2 separate regions of the Muntiacus reevesi genome follow, and region 2 is linked to region 1. The links are chromatin contacts, called in public Hi-C maps. All regions are on one chromosome and are shown on one strand. Each heading gives the region's core, a stretch centred on a gene start, on an enhancer-like site or on the middle of the called end of the contact. The rest is flanking DNA. Distances are from core to core; before and after follow the strand shown.

The links. A called contact is a pair of places that touch in the nucleus more often than the background predicts.
Region 2: a Hi-C map of muscle shows a contact between it and region 1, with 2.3 times the contacts expected there. The contact joins the promoter of UTP3 here to the promoter of DCK in region 1. A contact is called at or near these places in 2 of 3 Hi-C or Micro-C datasets (blood and muscle).

What each region holds. Positions count from the first base shown.
Region 1 is chr22:29,325,870-29,333,693 of mMunRee1.1, reverse strand. DCK (deoxycytidine kinase) reads left to right here and starts at 2,884. Exons shown (of 7, transcript XM_065914481.1): 1 at 2,884-3,264; 2 at 6,900-7,015. The coding sequence starts at 3,174.
Region 2 is chr22:29,558,807-29,566,630 of mMunRee1.1, reverse strand. UTP3 (UTP3 small subunit processome component) reads left to right here and starts at 3,396. Exons shown (of 1, transcript XM_065914314.1): 1 at 3,396-5,757. The coding sequence starts at 3,938. The coding sequence ends at 5,368.

The sequences.
Region 1 (7,824 bases), core at 1,635-4,134:
ATTACATAGGGGAGCCACATAAACAGAGAAGGAACTGGCAACCCACTCCAGTATTCTTGCCTAGAGAATCCTGTGGACAGAGGAGCCTGGTGGGCTGTCGTCAGTGGGGTCGCAGAGTCGGACACGACTGAAGCGACTTAGCATGCATGCATGCATGCCCCATAAAAACATAACTAAATGAAATAACTGAAGCAAGAAGCTTTAATACCTTGTAGACAAACAGGAGACCTTACAAATAGCTGTGAAACAAAGAGAAGCAAAGAGCAAAGGAGAAAAGGAAAGATTCCCATTTGAATGCAGAATGCCAGAGAATAGCCAGGAGAGATGAGAAAGCCTTCCTCAGCGATCAGTGCAGTAAAATAGAGGAAAACAACAGAATGGGAAAGACTAGAGATCTCTTCAAGAAAATTAGATACCAAGGGAACATTTCATGCAAAGATGGGTTCAATAAAGGACAGAAATGGTATGGACCTAACAAGCAGAAGATATTAAGAAGAGGTGGCAAGAATACACAAAAGAACTGTAAAAAAAAAGATCTTCACGACCCAGATAATCACAATGGTGTGATCACTCACCTAGAGCCAGACATCCTGGAATGTGAAGTCAAGTGGGCCTTAGAAAGCATCACTATGAACAAAGCTAGTGGAGGTGATGGAATTCCAGTTGAGCTATTTCAAATCCTGAAAGATGATGCAGTGAAAGTGCTGCACTCAATATGCCAGCAAATTTGGAAAACAGCAAGGGCCACAGGACTGGAAAAGGTCAGTTTTCATTCCAATCCCTAAGAAAGGCAATCTCAATGCTCAAACTACAGCACAATTGCACTCATCTCACACGCTAGTAAAGTAATGCTCAAAATTCTCCAAGCCAGGCTTCAGCAATACGTGAACCATGAACTTCCAGATATTCAAGCTGGTTTTCGAAAAGGCAGAGGAACCAGAGATCAAATTGCCAACATCTGCAGGATCATCAAAAAAGCAAGAGAATTCCAGAAAAACATCTATTTCTGCTTTATTGACTATGCGAAAGCCTTTGACTGTGTGGATCACAATAAACTGTGGAAAATTCTTCATGAGATGGGAATACCAGACCACCTGACCTGCCTTTTGAGAAACCTGTATGCAGGTCAGGAAGCAACAGTTAGAACTAGACATGGAACAACAGACTGGTTCCAAATAGGAAAAGGAGTATGTCAAGGCTGTGTACTGTCACCCTGCTTATTTAACTTATATGCAGAGTACATCATGAGAAATGCTGGGCTGGAAAAAGCACAAGCTGGAATCAAGATTGCCGGGAGAAATACCAGTAACCTCAGATATGCAGATGACATCACCCTTATGGCAGAAAATGAAGAGGAACTAAAAAGCCTCTTGATGAAAGTGAAAGAGGAGAGTGAAAAAGTTGGCTTAAAGCTTAACATTCAGAAAATTAAGATCATAGCATCTGGTCCCATCACCTCATGGGAAATAGATGGGGAGACAGTGGAAACAGTGTCAGACTTTATTTTGGGGGGCTCCAAAATCATTGCAGATGGTGACTGCAGCCATGAAATTAAAAGACGTTTACTCCTTGGAAGGAAATTTATGATCAACCTAGATAGCATATTAAAAAGCAGAGACATTACTTGTCAACAAAGGTCCGTCTGGTCAAGGCTCTGGTTTTTCCAGTGGTCATGTATGGATGTGAGAGCTGAACTGTGAAGAAAGCTGAGCGCCGAAAAATTGATGCTTTTGAACTGTGGTGTTGGAGAAGACTCTTGAGAGTCCCTTGAACTGCAAGGAGAGCCAATCAGTCCATCCTCAAGGAGATCAGTCCTGAGTATTCATTGGAAGGACTGATGCTGAAGCTGAAACTCCAGTACTTTGGGCACCTCATGTGAAGAGTTGACTCACTGGAAAAGACCCTGATGCTGGGAAGGATTGGGGGCAGGAGGAGAAGGGGACGACAGAGGATGAGATGGCTGGACGGCATCACCTACTCGATGGGCATGAATTTGAGTAAACTCCAGGAGTTGGTGATGGACAGGGAGGCCTGGCGTGCTGCGATTCATGGGGTCTCAAAGAGTCTGACACGACTGAGCAACTGAACTGAACTGAACTGAGACAAACAATAAATTTGTTAAGAATTCTCAAGATGAAGGGGTGTTGGCCTTGTGTAATAAGTTGATGAGGCAGTTACAAGTTTTATTTATCCAGCCTTCTCTGCCCTAAATCAACTTGGGAGTGGCATATCTGCTCTCCTTCAGCGTATACGGGGCATCCAAACCAAGATATGAGAGAGAAAGAAAGGCTTCTTCTGGTGTGGCATCTAGATACCTAAGTTCCCATCCCAGTTCCACTCACTGACTTTGAGATTTTCAACAAGTAGCCCCTCAGTACTAGTTTACTCGCTGATAAACAGTAGGACCTCTGGCCCTTGATGCTAGTTAATCCACGAAAAACCTTCGAAATAAGGTCTGGCATGCGATAAGACTGCAATACATTCCCTGAGGACTGGATCGCCCAGCGCCGCCTGGCCTCAAGACAGTCTTCCCCTCGAAGGCTGAGAACAAGGATAATCCGTTTGATTTTTGTACTATGCACTGCCTTTCCCCTGACGAGTTCAAAGCTTCAAGCTCAATCAGTTCGGTCCAGAAACCACAAGCCCCACGGGACAAGCGAGTTCCCCAAACTCCGGCCGCCCTCGATAAGGGGCGGAGGCGAGGCGGAACCCTCCAACCTCGAGAGCCCTTTCACCTCAGGCGTCCGCCCCGGGTTCTCGGAAGAGTCAGGGAACGCCCCCCGCGTTCTGGGAAGAGACGCGCCTGCGCGCGCGCGGCCCCGCCCCCTGTTTCCCCTTGACCCGACGTGCCGGCTGCGCACGCACGCAGAAGTGCCTCCTATGGCGGGTGCAGGCCGAGGGGCTCCGGGTGGAATCGCCGATTTAGGGGAGGGCGGGGGCGTGGCTTCCCCTCTGGGCGGGCGGCCACCTCGCGGTCCCTCCCCCATCGGCTGCTGCCTCCGCGCGCCAAAATCAAACCCGCCGATCCGCCGGCCGGAGAGTCTGGGACGGGAGAGAGTTCAGCCTGCAGGTCTAGGCTAGTTCCGCCGCGGCGTGAACCCCGGCGCGCGCACCTGCGGCAACCTCCAAGCCCTCCCTGCCTGAAGCGCTCGGAGCTGCCAACAGGAGAAGGCATGGCCACCCCACCCAAGAGGAGCTGCCCGTCTCCCTCAGCCAGCTCTGAGGGGACCCGCATCAAGAAAATTTCCATCGAAGGGAACATCGGTAAGGGGCCTCGGGAGATGTTGGTTCCAAAGCAGGGGTAGTCGTGGCTGCAGGGGCTGAAGCGCCCCTTCGCCGCATCCCTGCTACTGCTCCGGGGGGACTTTCCTCCCAGTGTGGTCCTGCGCTTGTGGACACGCGACCCAGAATTCCTAAACTGCCGCCGAAAGCACCTCTCTCTGCCCTCCCCAGCTTCCCTCACATGCTCCGAGGGTGGTCGCAGCCCCTGGGCGTCTGGCCGCGGGCCTAGGCCTCCGGGCCTTGTGAGACGCGCTTGGAGTCCTTTTCAGTCTCTTCGTTGGGATCGTGAAAGAAAGGGAATGGTTTTGTTCTGTTTGTTTTTAACGATGTGTCTGTCTGTCAGTGCTTGAGGTGCAATTTACGTAGGCTAAATGATCCTTTTTTTAGGTATAGAGCTCTGTGAGGTTGGACAATAATAATAATAATGTTTTACATAATAATGTTTTACATCCACCAAGATCAGAATTCAGAACATCTCCATCACTTCAAGAAGTTTCCCGGTACTTCTCTGTGGTCATCCCCCTCTCCATTTCTATCACCTGACAAGCACTGATGTGATTTCTATTCCTGACAGTTTTGCCTCTTTCACAATGTCATGGAAGTGAAATCATAGTGTGTAGCGTTTTGTGTCTTGCTTCTCTGATTTAGCGAATGCTTTGAGATTTATTCATGATGCTTGTATCTGTGTGTTTGTGTGGGGGTTTTGTTTGTTTGTTTGTTCCTAGTATTCCATTGCATGGGTATACCACAGTTTATCTCTCCCACTTGTGGACATTTGGATTTTTTCCAGTGTTTATATTATGGATAAAGTTGCTGTAAACATTCAAGTTCAAGGAAAGAGTTTAAATGATCTTGGCAACATGGATAACTCACTCCCCAGCCAACATCCAACTGAACATTGGGATATGATTCAAAGACCACTACTATTTCTGTTCTTAATCCAGATGTCATTTTACAAGATACAAGAGAATTTCCGAGTCTTCTCTATTTCTTACCTCCGGAAACCTATGCCTGATGCTTCCTGTTTTGATAGGATTTTTTTTTTTTTTTTTGGTTCCGAGTTAGGTACTGGCCATTCATGCATACAGCAATTTTTAAACATTCTTACCATGCTCAAAGCACTTGTACCTTAAAAAGGCAAGGCAGACAGGTGCTTTAGCAGCATTGCAAATAATAAAAAAACCTGAATACAACCTCAAGGAGGGCATTTTGTTTCTTTGCTCCAGTGTTGAGACAACAGTTGGAAAAATCCATGTAACAGACTCTCATTTCTTCTTAGCTAGGATACATTCTTTGAAGGTGAATATTTACTAGTATGATTTTACACAGCTACTAGTTGATATAGAATACCATATATAAAAACAGGAGGAAGTAGTTGAACAAAGCCATTTCAAAAGTAAATTTGAATGAACAACCTCTCACGTCTATACCACAATTCCTTCCCTTTCCTAAATCCAGTTAAGCGATGTATCATACCTCGAAATTTACTTCCTTCCGAGCATCTTTTAATCTTCTCAGCACCTGAACTAAGTTCCTAATTTGTCATCCCATGTCCAGTTTCTTTAAATTCTTCCAAAGTTTTCCTTCTATCTATAAATATGATGGTGTTAACCCCTGCTTAAATATCTCACCTCCTTGATACTTAACAGAAGGAGTTACAAACTCATGGCCTGCATTTATACAATATTGGCCTGCCCAAATTCGAAAAAAAATTTTTTTTGATTAGTTACTGGCATTTACAAATGTTGAGATTTCCCATTAACATCTAGATTTTTGGCTTCTCTTGAAAAATCTGAAGATCTGGTAACACTGCATTTCTGTAAAACAACCATTTGCTATTTGGATGGCATATGTCCCTCACCATTTAACAGTTTTCCCTGATACTGTGGCTTTGTCAATTCCTATTTATTAATGCTCTTGTACTGTTGTTCATGTGCCCCTCTGCCTTCTTTGCTAGACCCAAATAAGCTGTTAAGTGGTAAAGAATCCGCCTGCCATTGCAGGAGACTTGATTCAGTTCATGGGTTGGGAAGCTCCCCTGGAGGAGGAAATAGCTACCCACTCCAATTTTCTTCTTTTCCTCCATCAACTCAATGAATGAATGGTGAACGTTTTATATGCTTCCATTCACCATTCTTCTAAATGCCTTAAGAGTTTCTGTGTTTACCCTCTTCACGTAAAATCTGTGGTCCCCATTGTTTTTCCTATGATTAAACCTGATGATCATCTAGTTTATCCTTAAAAGATTATATCTTTATATCCTTAAAAGATATTCTGTCTATTGTGTGGTGATAATATGCCTTTAATGTTTTGCTTCTCAACTATTCTCTGTGTTACTTTCTGATTAACCATCCCCTTTTTTTCCTCTGTGTGATCCTTTAAAATTCTTTCAGTTTTTTTTTTTTTTTTTTTCTATTGACCTGTGTAGTATTTTAAGTTTGATTATAGTTCTCCAGGTCAAAAGTAAGTTCTTTTTGCCCTTTTGGATCCAGTTTATAAGGAAGAGGAAGCTTTGCTGCTGTTGTTTTTTGTAATAGATTTATCTATGTGTGTGCATTTGTCACATATATGGAAAGAGAGAGAGAAAACATGCTGACCAGAGATGACTAATATAACCACATTTGGAGACTTCAGATAGGAAGGGTGTGGTGTCATTAAGACTATTGCTACACTCTGTCTTGGTCAAGAATCTCCTTACTGTTAAATTGAATGAATTCCCAGATAATTTTAAAATAGAGAATATATGTCTTGGTTACATCTGAACTGTTTTCTTTTTTTCCTCCGAGATATTTCAGAAACTAGTGAATGAGCAGGGAGAAATAAAGTACATACAACTTTTTTTTTTTTAAAGGAGTTGGATAGAGTGCACAGAACTGTGAAAGGGAAACAGCAGAAACATGGCTATTGTTTGTAGGAAGTACTTTGCAAAAATATTTTTATAATTTCTGTTAGCCAGAGTGTCAGATGTAATTAGTATCATACAATAGCAATCATATTATTTCCCATCCTGTAACTCTATGGATTAGATGCATCTTTATATTAATTTTTTGGTTTATTTGGTTGTTTCTAGATTGGTTTTAGATCAGAAAGACCCAAATTTGTTTGTAAGTTGAATGAATAGAGGCAATAGAGAGGAAAATTTTGAAAATGCTGGAGAGTGGAATGACTGTCACTGTAGTGATAGTTTATTTATCACAACAGTTTCTATGAGGAGGGTGTTATTGTGACAGTCTCCATTATATTTTGAGGAAACAGGCTCTTAGAGATTCAGTGACTTTGTCCCAAATTGCAAACTTAATTAAGTGGGAGAATACCCTTAACTCCTTTTCACAAAGTTATCTCTAATTGTTTTTTTAAGGACAGTAAATCTAGGTCTTGGATTTTTAAAATTCTGTTCCATGGCTTTGGTAAACTTAAAACATTAGCAAACAGATGTGCTTATTATCAATACAGGTGGTCAGGCACTCTAACTTTTCATTAAAAAAAAATCTGAGCGAGTTTAGAGAATTGAATGTTTTTCTTTTTTGAGTTGTTTGCTATTATAAATTTTGTAACAGCTGATGACCATCTTGGCATTTTTGTTTCCTTCCTCAATTTCGCTTTTCCTCTCAAAACAGCTGCTGGGAAGTCAACATTTGTGAATATCCTTAAACAAGTCTGCGAGGACTGGGAGGTGGTGCCTGAGCCTGTTGCCAGGTGGTGCAACGTTCAGAGTACTCAGAATGAATTTGAGGTATGAAGATAAACTTTATTTAGTAAAACAAAGACTTTTGGTTTAGACAAACAGTTATAACCTTGGGGGTTTTCTTTTGTTGTTTCCTTTTCCAATAGAGCTTTCAAATATAGCTTGAAGTCTGTATCTTCATTTGGGCAGTCGTTATGTAGAAGTATATATATTTGTAGAAGTGTATATATATATATATATATATATATATATATATATATATGCATACACACACACACACAAGGGCTTCCCTTGTGGCTCAGCTGGTAAAGAGTCCGCCTGCAATGAAGGAGACCTGGTTTCAATCCCTGGATTGGGAAGACCCCCTGGAGAAGGGAAATCCACTCCAGTATTCTGGCCTAGAGAATTCAGTGGACTATATAGTCTGTGGGGTTGCAAAGAGCCAGACATGACTAAACGACTTTCACTTTCATATATATACATGTCTAAACATTCATGGAACTATGTGCTTAAGATTATGCACTGCATTGCAGCTAAGTAGAATTTTTAAAATGTTTTAAAAAATGTAAATTCCTTGAGTGTCTTTTTACATTTTGTTTATAAACAAGAAAAGCAAAAACAGCTACTCCATAGCTGAATTTTGTTAGTTTATATTTTAAGACTTTTATCTTAGACAGCCATTTATTTTTGTACTTTCGTTCTTGTCAGACTTCTACTTGGACACAAGTTTCAGTTTCCCAGCACTAGCCATCCTACATTGCAAATGAGGAAGAGGAAGTAATAGTTACCCATTTTTTCCAGAAAACTTTTTTTTATTGTATACATATATATATGTGTGTATGTGTATATATAGATGA
Region 2 (7,824 bases), core at 2,147-4,646, 230 kb before region 1:
ACCAATACATCTTAAGGCCTCATTTAAATTCCATCTGGGACTTCCCTGGTGGTCCAGTGGTTAAGAATTCACCTGCCAATGCAGGGGACATGGGTTCAATCCCTGGTCTGGGAAGATCCCGCACACCACGGAGCAACTAAGCCCATGCACTTCAACTAGAGAGGAGCCCCTGGTAGCAGCAACTACAGAAATCCCCCATACAGCAACAAAGACCCAGGACAGTCATAGATTAACTAATGAAAGACAAACTGCAGGTGCCTTTGAATCATAGATTAGAGATTATCATAGTACTTCTTCATAGGGTTGAATGTCAAGAGCTTATACTAGTACTGGAACATAATAACCACTCTCAACGCTAGCTATTACTGCTGCAGTAGTCCACAAGAATGTGAGATCAGTTTAAGCTAATCTGGTGGTGGAATTTTAAAAACCTGAACTCATGCCCTGAAGGAAGTATCCTAATATGAAACTTGGTGTTTCATTCATAAACCCCTACCTCCCATAGGAAAAAACAACAACAAAAACTCCCAAACCTGTTGGCTTTCATTAGGTCTAGTTTGCAAACTCCTGAGTCAGGCATCACAATAATGTAACAAAGATTCAAGCTGATAATACATGACAGTTGCCACAAATACAATGGTTAAATGCTATTTAATATGTGTTCATTTTCTAAGAACTCAGCGTTTTTCTTTGTAATTGGCAAAGCCTTATGATGCAATAAAGCATTAATATGTCTTTTCAGTGATACAAATTTTTAAGGAAACAATTTCCCCACCTAAACGGCAAATAATTCCAAGATCCGGTTATGGAAGTTTATACTACAGGAGCTGCTGGAATTGAAGAACTGACTTCTGAACTGTTCATCAAAAATATCTGAGAATGTTAGGATACAATACTCTGAATATACCCTGGGTATTATTATATTATTTCATATATAGTTAGGAAATGTAATGTATAGTATAAATGGAATAAATATTAGAGCAATGTGACTATTCCCATTAAAAATATCCAAAATAAGTTTCTATCTTCTCTATAACAGTATATGCATTTTGTTGAGTATGACTACAATTCTCAAATAATCAGCAATAAAAATGAGCAAAAAAAATAGCTTAGATATAACGCAAATTTAATACATTTAAAGCAAGGATATAGTTTCAGTCCAAGCTTAGATGCCACACTCTTTTAAGCAATATTTCCAGAACAAAATCCAGAAGTGATCTCTCGCCCTTCTGATCTCTCACAGCACTGTTTACATCACATACTGCCTTGTATTTTAGGATAATCTGTATGCATATCTTCTTTTCTACCTGATTAGAAGATGATGTAATGCTCAGTCATGTCCGACTCTTTGGGAACCCATGGACTGTAGCCTGCCAGGCTCCTCTGTCCATGGGATTCTCCAGGCAAGAATATCTGAGTGGGTTGCCATTACCTTCTCCAGGGGATCTTCCCGACCCAGGGACTGAATCTTCATCTCTTATGCTCCTGCATTGGCAGGCAGATTCTTTACCACTAGCGCCACCTGGGAAGCTCCTCATTAGTTCAGTTCAGTTCAGTCCTTCAGTCATGTCCAACTCTGCAACCCCATGGACTGCAGTAGGACAGGCCTTCCTGTCCATCACCAGCTCATTAGAAGAGATTATGGTTAATTCACCTTTGAATCTACTAAATCATATAGCATTCTGCAACAATTAATAAGCAGTTAATATTTGCTGAGTGACAAAAAATCTATTAAAGTCTACATTCAAAAATGAATTCTGCACTTAGCATCAGATCATAAAGACTTTTACCCACACATTTTTTATTCATTAAAGTGTACTTCCTAAAATCCTGTACAGGTTTTTAAATGCTTATAATAACTTGTAGCACTTAAAAAATATCTTAGTTCAAAATGTCACTTTTCTAAAAAGTTGTATTATTTTTTATAACCTGATGAGACCGCACTTTCTACAAAGAACCTGTATGTCACCATTAACTTTAACAACTTATTACAGTTGAACTTTAAACTATCTACATTTGAAGAAAGCATAATGTCTAAAATATATAGTGAATATGAACTGATCATATGTAATGTCTGCAAACTTAAACCTTGAATTACTCTTAAGATTGTTGGGCAGTCCTTTCACACTTCTAGTCCTAGAAAAACTTCTGCAGACAAATCTTACTAATTTTTCCCTTATTACCACTCTTCCTCTTTAAATACTTTCATCTGAGCTCTTAGTTTCTTTCATCCACCCAGTATAGCCTACCTCTGGAAAACGTCTGAAACTCATTCACACTGGACTGGCAAAGGACTGCTAACAGCTGGGTGAGAGGGCCTGGTATGGGAGCCCTGGCCCAGGTTTCTGTGCTAAATTTGTTAACCTAATCCTCCCAAGTCTCTGTTTCCACATGTAGACAATGAAGATACTGGAACTGGAATTAATGATTTCTAACATCCATTCCAGCTCAGGTTATCTCCCTTAGGGATGTTCGCAGGTTTAGGTATCATTCATTCACTCCATTTATTTAGCACCTGAGATCAACACATGATCAAGTACTGTAATGTCAATATTTACCCATTAAACAGATCTTCATTGAACACTTACTCTGTGCCAGACGCTGTGCTGCGTGCTTGCAATATCACAGTTCTGTTGAGATCTACGACGTGATACAAAGAAGCTGAGAAAAAGGCAGTAAGGGAGTTAAAGAAAAATCCAACAAGTGATGCTTAGACTGTCTCTTCATTACAGCAGAATTTCTCAAACTTGGCCGGGAGCACTAAACTCTTCTTAGTAAGGGGGCAGGATGGCGTGTACAAAAAGACAGCAATGTGAAAGGCAGTTGAGTGTCCTCAGCAACTGAAGGCTGGGAAACACAGGCTAAGTGTTCACAGTGCTCATCCCACTTACGAGACGGCACGTTTCGCGTGATGATTTGGTTTAACTAAACCACCTGCTCCACCGTTGCGAGAACAGCGTCTGCTCTTGCCCATCATCGTTCTCCCAGAGCCTAACACGCTGCCTCGTGCTTATTAAGGGCTGAAGAATTTACAAAGGGCCCGCTCCTGAGAGTTAACATGTGTCATTTCCAGAACACCCTGAAGAAGGAACGTGTTCCACTAGAAGGAAGAGAAATCGCAGCGCCTCCTGCAGGCAACGAGTTCCTCGGAAACAGTCAGACTGCAGAGCGCCGCTCTGCCTCCCCACCGTCACCACCCCTCGGAAACTCCTCGGAGACGCCAATCCCCTGAAGTCACCGAGCCCTGCGGGCGAGCGGCTGGAGACGAGCGGCCACCCGCCGGAGGCCTGCGCCCTTCCCGGCGCCCGCACGCGGATGCTCCAGTCAGCCGCGGCGCCGCCGCCGCCTCCGCCTACCGTGCCCAGAAAGGTCGTACGACCAGAAAGGTCGTATTGGACGTTGCGTAGACAAAAACAATCTGATTAACTTCCTGACGGATAGGCGAAGACAAAATTTCAGTAAACAAGAAAATCTTATACACCTGCACTCGGCTCCGGGCCGGTGACGTCCGGACAGGAGCAGGACAACTCACTGCACCGCCCTGCTGCCTCTCCTAGGCGTAGAGGTAAAGCGCCCTCTAAGGGTCACTGCTACTTCACCTCGCGGTTAACGGGGCCGTCACCCTAGTCACGCCCAGGCTCGCGAGAGTAAGAACAGGACCAAGGAGGTTCCCGGAACCAAACTTCGTTACCTACTGTTCCCACACGGAAAGGCCTGAAGGACCAACCGGAAGTCCTATTTCAAAAACTCCACGGAGAGCATCCGAGGGACCGGAAAGAGATGAAACTGCCGCATCCGACTGGAGCGCCGGCAAGACGAGCGTGGTGAGAGATCGCGTGGCTGTTACAGCGGCGTTTTGTTGGAGCGCGTGCCTCGTGCGCAGAGGTCAGAGGTGGCTGAAAGCCTGACGTCGGTGTAGAAGCAGAGACCGCGAACTATGGTGGGAAGATCCGGGCGGCGCGCGCGCGGAGCGGCCAAGTGGGCAGCTGTGCGAGCGAAGGCGAGTCGCGGCCCAGCGGACGAAAATGGGGAGGACTTAGAATCTCCACCCTCACCGGGGGACTCGAGCTACTACCAGGATAAGGTAGATGATTTCCATGAGGCCCGATATCGAGCCGCCTTGTCTAAAGGCTGGAGCGAACTAGAGAGTGGGGACGAGGAGGATGGCGATGAGGAGGAGGAGGTGCTTGCCCTAGATGTTGCCGATGAGGACGATGAAGATGGAGAAAGTGAGGAGGGTGACAATGATGATGATGGTGGTGGGAGCTCCGTGCAGAGTGAGACAGAGGCTTCTGTGGACCCCAGTTTGTCGTGGGGTCAGAGGAAAAAACTTTACTACGATACGGACTATGGCTCCAAGTCCCGAGGCCGGCAGACTCAACAAGAAGTAGAGGAAGAGGAGAGAGAGGAGGAGGAGGAGGCACAACTCATTCAGCGGCGCTTAGCCCAAGCCCTGCAAGAGGACGATTTTGGAGTTAGCTGGGTGGAGGCTTTTGCGAAACCAGTACCTCAGGTAAATGAGGCTGAGACACGTGTCGTGAAGGATTTGGCGAAAGTTTCCGTGAAAGAGAAGCTGAAAATGCTGCGAAAGGAATCTCCAGAGCTCTTGGAGCTGATAGACGACTTGAAAGTTAAGTTGACAGAGATGAAGGATGAGCTGGAGCCATTGATACAGTTAGTGGAGCAAAAGATCATCCCCCCTGGAAAAGGAAGCCAATACCTGAGGACCAAATACAATCTCTATTTGAACTACTGCTCCAACATTAGTTTTTATCTGATCCTGAAAGCTAGGAGAGTCCCTGCACATGGACATCCTGTCATTGAAAGGCTTGTTACCTACCGAAATTTGATCAACAAGTTGTCGGTTGTGGATCAGAAGCTGTCCTCTGAAATCCGTCATCTGCTCACACTTAAAGGTGGTGCTGGAAAGAAAGAACTGAATTTAAAAGCAAAATCCATGAAGGCCAAGCCAAAATCAGTTTCAGAGACTTCTGCTGCTGCCTTAGCTGTTACAGACCTTTCTGATGATTCTGATTTTGATGAAGAAGCGGCACTTAAATACTATAAAGAAATGGAAGAGAAACAAAAATTAAAGAGAAAGAAAGAAGAAAATAGTACCGAAGATCAGGCTCTTGAAGATCAAAATGCAAAGAGAGCCATTACTTATCAGATTGCTAAAAATAGGGGACTTACACCTAGGAGAAAGAAGATTGATCGGAATCCCAGAGTGAAACACCGGGAGAAGTTCAGAAAAGCCAAAATTCGCAGAAGAGGCCAGGTTCGTGAAGTTCGTAGGGAAGAGCAACGTTATACTGGTGAACTTTCTGGCATTCGTGCAGGAGTTAAAAAGAGCATTAAGCTTAAGTAAAGTTTTTGCTTAGCTTAAGTCTTTTGGCAATAATTTTGGATCAATAAATTTATTTTTTAACTGGTGATGAGAGTGTTAATGTTTAGCCTTAAATGTTAAAAATTCTGACAATAGGAAAATTAGCTTGGGTTATTGCTCAATTTATTTGTGTTTTAATTTGTAATCAGGTCATACAGAGAACTGTGGGAACAGTATGAAGGTGTGTGGGAAATGAGGTGGTGATGGAAAAAAGTTCACTATTCTGTCAAGCAGTAGCCTGGGGAAATTACATAGCCAGTTGTGGCACAGCAGACTTAGAGTACTTTTGTAGTTTTTCACGTAATGTGAAGAGAATGCAGCTTTGCTAGTCATCTTATTTGTAAGCTAGGATATAAAGTAGTTTTGATGTTTATTGCCTAAAGTATAATTCTTGAGCAGGAAACTTAGTAATAATGGGTTTAATGTTAACGTAAGTATTTTTGTACATTTTATTGTGGTAAAAGCTTAGGAAAGAAGGGGAACTTGGTTGAAAATAGAGATATGCCTTAATTACATTAATAGTGAATATTTTTTCATAATGCTTAATGTGGTAAGATAAAAATTCCATTTCTCCTTCCATACTGTTGGTTGGTCTTTGTACTTTGCACTTGCAGAAAATCTGATAAGATTACTACTGAGTAAGTGGTAACTTCAAAATTTTATATATATATATTTTATATATAATTATTCTGATCTTTACAATAGGGGAAAGATGATGATGTGGTGAACTTAAAAATTCTTAGGATGATGCCAGGGAGAAAATGGGAAGACTAGTGAAGGAGTACAAAGGACCTCTTAACTGTTTATGCATTAAATGTTGTGCTAGCTGCTAGAAATGCAGAGATGTCAGTGGTTAATATTTATTAAAACACTTGCATCAGAGATAAGGATGCCAGAATTCCAGATTAAGTTTCTAAAGGACATTGTGTTTGGGATTTGGACCCAAGCTGGCTTAACTTGAGCCTTCATTCTTTTAACCTCTGGCTTACAGCTGCTGCCAGCGTAGCACATGTGCCAAATTACTATAAATAAAAGAGGAAAATTGGAAGTAAAAGTTTATATTGAGTGCGAAGATACTTTTGTAAGCATTTATCTCCTTATTCCTCACAAGTCATGTAGAAACTTCCAGTATCCATACTTTATAGAGATGAAGAAACTGGCAAAGAAATAACTTTCTCAAGGTCATGTAGCTATTAAGTGGAAGAACAGGGATTTCATTCTAGCCTTTCTGGATTAAGAGCCCTATCCTGTATTTCCTTTTCTGATATAGTAGAAAAAGTACAGGTCTTGGAATTAAGTTACTAGGGTGATTTTGAGTTATGTACCTGATTTCTGACTCATTTTCTTCTGTATGGTACTATTATACCTACCTTGCTGCTGCTGCTGCTAAGTCGCTTCAGTCGTGTCTGACTCTGTGCGACCCCAGAGACAGCAGCCCACCAGGCTCCCCTGTCCCTGGGATTCTCCAGGCAAGAACACTGGAGTGGGTTACCATTTCCTTGTCCAGTGAATGAAAGTGAAAAGTGAAAGTGAAGTTGCTCAGTGGAGTCCGACTCTTAGCGACCCCATGGACTGCAGCCTGCCAGGCTCCTCCGTCCATGGGATTTTCCAGGCAAGAGTACTGGAGTGGGGTGCCATTGCCTTCTCCCATGCCTAACTTAGGTATAGGTATATACATGTAATTGGTTAAGAACTGTTAGATAATGGAAAATACATACATTTGTTTCTGGCACAGAATTCCTAAAACCTTCATAAATTCCTAAGTAACAGGAGCACTGGGAATATAATTTGTTACAATGAGAGGACTCTAGGTGAGCTTCTGGATGGGAACGGATCACCAGAAAGATCAAGCCATGATTAAAAGCTTGCAGTTTTCAGCCCCAGACCTTCACACTGCATAGAGGGGAGAGGGGCTAGAAATGAGGTTTATTAATTGGTCATGTCTATGTGAGGAAGCCTTCACAAAGTCCCAATAATAGGAGGTCTGGGGACATTTCAGGAAGGTGAACACATCCTTCTACTGAGAGGGTGGGGTACCCAACTTCATGGGGACAGACACTCCTGTAAAGGGGATCCTCCCAGTCTTTACCATATGTGCTGTTTGTCTGTTTACCAGCTGTTTGTCTGTATTTATCATGTTCCTTGTGTGTGGGTGCATATGCATGTTCAGCCTTGTCTGACTTTGTGACCCCAAGGACTGTAGCCTGTGAGGCTCCTCTTTCCATGGAATTTTCTAAGCAAGAAGACTGGAGTGGGTTGCCATTTCCTCCTCCAGATCATGTCCTTTAGTAACGTGTAAACATTAAGTGTTTCCCTGAGTTCTGTGAGCCACTCTCGCAAATGAATCGAACCCAAGGAGGGAGTTGTGGGGACCTCAGATTTCCCAGGTGGCACTAGTGATAAAGAACCCGCCTGCCAATGCAGGAGATGTTTAAGAG